2 separate regions of the Sus scrofa genome follow, and region 2 is linked to region 1. A link is a contact called in public Hi-C data. All regions are on one chromosome and are shown on one strand. The core of a region is the stretch at or near the end of the contact, and the rest is flanking DNA. Distances in the headings are between cores, read along the strand shown. Region 1 holds the start of EPC2 (enhancer of polycomb homolog 2). Region 2 holds the start of ACVR2A (activin A receptor type 2A).

Region 1 (2,910 bases), core at 180-2,679:
GGAAAAAGAGGGGAAGAAGTTGGTAAAAAGGAGAATGTGGTGGAGGAAAAGATGGAGCTTTGAGGTTCTATAGAAATGACTGTAGGAATAGGCTTTTTTTTTTTTCTCTCTTTCTCTCTTCTAGATGTGATCAAACTATCTACTTTTCTCTGAGCTAGGCAAAACATTGATCGATTATTAGAAAATGACAAAATGTGTTATACTCTTCCCAGGGATTTTTGTAGGAAAACTGTGATGCTTAAAGTCTAACTAAGGAACTCTTGGCTAAATGAAGTTGATATCAACAATCGCTGCCAAATAAATTTGAGTCAACTGGATTTTACCTCCTCTTTAGAACTTTCTCTAACCGGTTCAGGCTAAAGTAGTCTCCTTTCTCTGAACTCTCATGGCAACTATGGCCTGTATGACTCATTTGGTAATTAAGCATGTTCTACTGCCTTGTGTCATTGCCTATGTAGTTTTCTTCAAGTTATAAACTTTTTTTCTTTTGGCTGTCATTTACTTTTCAGTTGCCCTGTTCTTCAACTATTTACATCTCTTACTGTTACTCATCTTTTTAACCGTTCTGTCATCCCATCAAAGTGAAAGCTGCACGAGGACAGGAACTTTTCCTCAAACCTCTTGGCATCTTCCACAGCATCCAATATTTTACACGGATCTATCACTCTGGAAATGTTCTCTGCCTTGGTTAAAAATTATAAGCTTAATATTTTTGAAATCAGAAATATCATCCATTAAATAACTCTGAAGTTTTGGTGACAGGTTCAAGTGCACTTGTTGCATCTGGCAGCCTCAAACATTAACCCTCACTGCTGCCATTAGCATCCTCTCAGCGAAAGCGAGGATGCCTTACCTTGGAGAGCTCTTTCGGCCAGGTACCAAAAAAAAAAAAAAAAAAAAAGATGCGGGAAGAGGGCCGGGATTGCGGAGGCGTTCTCGGGGCAGACGAGACCCGACAGGTCTGCGCCCCTCGGAGCGGACGGAAGGAATGGACCTTTCGCACCTCCCAGGGATGCGCGATTTGGAGGATGAGAATTAGCTGGCGCTGTGGAGGTAAGTGCTGTGTAAGTACAGGCTCAGTGGGGCAGCTGTGGCTCGGTTGACATCTTCCCTTTCCCGCTCACAGACTTCTGCACACACGGGCTGCTCAGCGCGGCTGTGTTTTGCCCGGCGCCGTCCTCCGGGGCACCCAACTAGCTGGGTGTCGGGGCCGCGGAGGCAGAGGCGCACGCTCGGGGGCGCGGGTTAACTTGCGCACCTGACACCTGCCACACGGCTAGAGCGCCGGCAGCGGAGCAGAGGGCCGCTGCCGCCCCCCTACCCGGAGCGGCCCGAGGCTGAGCACGCTCCCGCGGGCCGGCAGCGCCGCGGAGAGAGTGGGTGGGCAGGCGAGGGAGGGGAAGGAGGGAGGGAGGGAGAGGGCGAGGCGCGTTCCCGCGGCGGGGGCGCGCTCTCGCGCGGGCTGCCGGGATCGCTCGCCGCCGCTGTGGTAATGTCCGCCATGTTGGCCATGGCGCAGGGAGCGGATCGGGCGGGCGAGCGGCGGATCTAGTGTGTGGAAGCGGCCGCGGGCGGCGGGGGGCTGTTTTCGGGCGGGGTGGGCGCCCATGCTGTGGCCGGGGGCAGTGAGGAGGAGGAGGAGGAGCGGGCCGGCCGCGCTGCACTGAGGAAGGTGGTGGAGGAGGCGGCGGGAGTCCTCCCCCCCTCCCCGCCCGCCCCGCCGCCGCCGCCCGGGCTGTTCCTGTAAGGCGGGGAGACAATGAGTAAACTCTCCTTCCGAGCGCGGGCGCTGGACGCCGCCAAACCGCTGCCTATCTACCGCGGCAAGGACATGCCTGATCTCAACGACTGCGTCTCCATCAACCGGGCCGTGCCCCAGATGCCCACCGGGATGGAGAAGGAGGAGGAATCGGTAGGGACTCGAGTGTTTATTACCCCCCCTTCCCTCCTCCCCCCTCCCCTTTGTCAGTCGGGCCTCGCCATTCACAGAGCGCTTTACGCTCGCTGGAGGGCGCCGCTGCCGCTCCAACGCTTGGGACCTTACGCCGGCGGAGTAGCGTAAACCCTCTCGGCCGGCGCAGCGCCCGCCCGCGGCCGCCATGTTGTTGCGTCCCAGTGTTGTGATTAGCTCGCAGCGCCGCTTACGCTGCCGTAAGGGGGCCTTGCCGTAAGCGGCGGCCCGGAATGGCGCAGGGGATGTTCTGGCCGCACTTGACGTACGGCCTCTGTTTACCTTTTTTGTCCCCCTGGAGTGGGATTATTTAATCCGCAGGGGATGCTTTGGCTAGGCAACGTTTTTCCCCCACTTTTGGATTCAGCCTTGCATTGGGTTCTTTTTGAAATGACTTGTGGAAAGTAAAACGCTTTCAAAACATCGTCTTCCTCTTAGCAAGGTAATTCTCGCACCCCGGCCCGCGTTGGTGCAGCAGGATTGAGGTGGTGCAGCACTGCGGCCGGGGAGGCTGAGGGCCACGACCACTAGGAGGATGTAACGTTAGAAGCCGCTGACCGGCTAGCTCCGGGCCCAGAGCGAGTCGGTTCTGCCTGCCTAGCCCGGACGGTGCCTGCTTAGTGTGAGGCTTTAGAAAGGGACTGGCGATGTTAGGCAACTAGCTGCCGATGCTCCACAGTCCTCGCCCCGCGTCCCTGAAAAATTGCCATGGGGGGGTGTTTTAGAAGTTGAGGACCTATTGCATCCATATTGACAGCTGCATTTTTATTAATAGCAGCAATTTGGGGCAAAAATGTTTTTTCTCCCTGATGCGTTAAATTTTGGATATGGTTGAATTTCCTCTGGCTTGACAGTGTTTATGACTCGAGTGGTGCTACTTGTGTGCGAAGTTCATAGTAACTGCACCCTCAAGAATTTCTTCAATGAACCTGTGGTCCCGCCTTATTGTCAACCTCGGG
Region 2 (2,986 bases), core at 251-2,750, 730 kb before region 1:
GTAAACACTCGAATGACCATCAAATATGTCGATCGAAATCCTCAGGTTTTCTCTTCAGCGTGTAATAATATTTGAGAACCTATTACATGCAGAACAATTCTCAGCACAAGGCTTTGTATGTAAAAGGAATGGTGGGAATGGATTCGTATTGCACATCGTGATAACTGCGGTGGAAATCTTTGACCGGGTGGACAGCCCACCCTCTGCGAGGCCATCCCCACCCCCTTCCTTTTCTTTTTAAGACAAAACGCTTAAAACAGAAGCCACAGGGGCGGGAAGCACGAGACGACTGAGGGTACAGACACTGGCTGCGGCAGCTCGGCAGCGCGGAGGACCGACTACCACACCTCGCTTCCCCGCGCCTGGAATCTCAGAGCGGACGAGGCGTCCCCCCAGAGGAAAGACAGGGCGCCGCAGACGCCCCCGCGGAAGAGTCACCCGCCCCACCCCGCCCTGGGGTCCTGTTCCTCTTGAGCTCCCTCTGACCCTTCGGGCGTGCGCTCCGTAGAGAGGCCAGGGGAGCACGATTTGGAAACCAGGCGCTCGAGATCGGGACGAACCTCCATCCGCCCGCCCACTCGAGCTCCACGGCCCAGCAGGCCGAGCAGGCCGGACGACGAGGCCTCGCGGTATCGAGGCTCCGTCCGCCCCGCCTCCTCACCCTCCTGCCGGCCCCGCCCTCGCTCTCTCATCCCTCCCCCTCTCCCGCCTCGCTTCCCCGACAATCTCCTCGCGCTCCCGGCCCGGCACGCGCGCTGCGCCCGGCCACCGCCGCCACTGCCGCCGCCGCCGCCACCGCTGCGGAGCGTTCCTTCACGGTGCCCGGCTTCCAGCTTCGGGCCGGAACCGGAAGTTTAGGGGGCGGGGCCGGCAGAGGCCAGGGGACCGAAAACGCGGCCGAGCCCGGAGCCTGGAGCCGGAGCCAGAGCCTGGACCAGAACTTGGCCGCCGCCTGCGCCGCCGACGCCCGCCGCTCCTTCCCCGTGCTGCCGCCGCCGCCTCCTCGGGCGCCGCCGCTGCGAGCTCAGCCGCCACTGGTCCGCGGACTTTGGGTGTCCGGGTTGAAGGTCGGTCCGGACGTCGGACCCAGCTCGGTTCCCGGACTGTCCGGGCGGCAGCGGACGTCGCCGCCGCCGCCTCCTCGTCGCCTCAGCCTGGCGTTTTGTTCCGAGAGACCCGAGAGGCGAGCGGAGCTGACAGTGATTTTGACAGTGATTTAAACCCGCTTTTGTTGTTGTTGGCTTTTCGTTGTTTGGTTTTGTGTGTTGTGATTGTGTGTGGCGGTTTTTCCCCCGTGGTGCATTTTTTTAAATTGTGCTTTCTTTATTTTTAAATTTTTTCCTTTTTTTTTTTGACCCCGTGAACGTTATTTTTTTAATTTTTTTTTTTTTTTTTTGGTCGGGGCTTCCGAATATGTTTTATGACGGTTGATTTTACACCAGGAGGTTTGTCTCTGAGGAAGACCCAGGGAACTGGATATCTAGCGAGAACTTCCTACGGCTTCCCCGGCGCCTCGGGAAAATGGGAGCTGCTGCAAAGTTGGCGTTTGCCGTCTTTCTTATCTCTTGTTCTTCAGGTAGGTGCACGGAGCGCGGCGCGGCGGGGCTGCTGCCGCCGCCGCCGCTGCTGGCGGCCGCGGTTGTCGGTGGGTCGGCGAGCTCCCGTGGACCTTGAGGAGGTTTCCCCGCACCCCGAGCCCCTCGGCTGCCACCCGCCAGGTCCGACTGTGATCTGGAAACCTCCATGAATTTTTCTGGTTTTGAGTTAGGTTGGCGAACTGATTGGAGTGACTGCTCTGTTGTGGAAGTGAGAAAGTCATGGTTTGTGGCCATAACAGTGGATGACAGCGCTGGTTGGGTTGTAATTAAGCCGCAAATACCACAAGTGACAATTTGTGCAAAGGTTTGAGACCCGAAAGGCGTATTCCAAAATGTCATTTAGTATGACATCCTCTGAGATAAGGGTGGTTTTTATTTTTTTAACGTCTTTTAATTAGTACTTCAGTGACTATCACGACAGAGATCAAGTCAGTTGCTGCTTAATTTTGACCGTGAGAAACAATGCATTCTACCAGCAGTTTCTTCTGCGTCTCCCCTCACATTTTCTTCAACTTCAGTGTCCAGCAGTGTTAAAAATAGTTGTAGTTGTTGTTGGAGTATTAACAATAACCCAGTGCAGAAGAGGTATGCTGCTGTGTGTTGGGAATGTGCTGGCTTTCAACCACCATTTATGTGCTCTTTTCTGGCATAGATTTTGCTTACCTACGAATACTTATTTTAAACGCGTTGTATTGAAGCATTGTTTTCGGTTTAGAACAGCCCATTTGAAATTGTGCATACTGTCACATACACTATAGTCATAAAATTCGTTTTGGCCCAAGGTTGGAAGAATAATCTGGCCCCTTTATATTTGAAATTTTGATTTTGTGAGAACATTCTGTGGTTGCAACCAGTGGTTGGAAAACTATGTAGTCTTTTGTATTTGAAATTCTGTAAATGAATACAGCATCTAGCTCAAAAGGTGTGCAAATGTGCATAAGAGGAGAGTTCGCTTGATAGATGGAGCAATTTTAAAGTGGCAATGGATCTATTTTTTACAAAATTCAATATTCAGTTACCAGGTTGTGAGATAGAATTATAGGGGGACAACGAATTGACAGGTTTCATGGCCATGTCTTTATCTCCTTTGCCACAGGGAAATAAGAGGGTGGTAGTCTTTTCTTTGTGTACCTCTGTGGTGTGTGTGTTTGTGTGTATGTCCTTGTCCATCCGTCCTCCCTGCCCCCCCCTTAATAGAATCTTTTGTGATGTATAGAATTTTGCTGAATGGTACATTTCCTTGTGGTTAATAAATGGATGAAGTCTGGTCTTATGTCTATAGTGGTATTGATCAGTTCCGGGTGGGCTGAATGTGTTGTGAAATGGCGATCATTGCCAGAGATTAACCAAAAGAATCATGTCTGTTTAAATGGAAGAAGGAACATGCT

The links. A called contact is a pair of places that touch in the nucleus more often than the background predicts.
Region 2: a Hi-C map of liver shows a contact between it and region 1, with 8 times the contacts expected there. The contact joins the promoter of ACVR2A here to the promoter of EPC2 in region 1. A contact is called at or near these places in 1 of 5 promoter capture datasets (liver), 2 of 47 Hi-C or Micro-C datasets (heart right ventricle and liver) and 1 of 2 datasets of contacts at active chromatin or transcription factors (alveolar macrophages).

Annotation. Positions count from the first base shown.
Region 1 is chr15:3,524,742-3,527,651 of Sscrofa11.1, reverse strand. It overlaps EPC2 (enhancer of polycomb homolog 2), which reads left to right and starts at 1,429. Exons shown (of 13, transcript XM_021076083.1): 1 at 1,429-1,912. The coding sequence starts at 1,760.
Region 2 is chr15:4,257,570-4,260,555 of Sscrofa11.1, reverse strand. It overlaps ACVR2A (activin A receptor type 2A), which reads left to right and starts at 1,500. Exons shown (of 11, transcript NM_001204765.1): 1 at 1,500-1,576. The coding sequence starts at 1,522.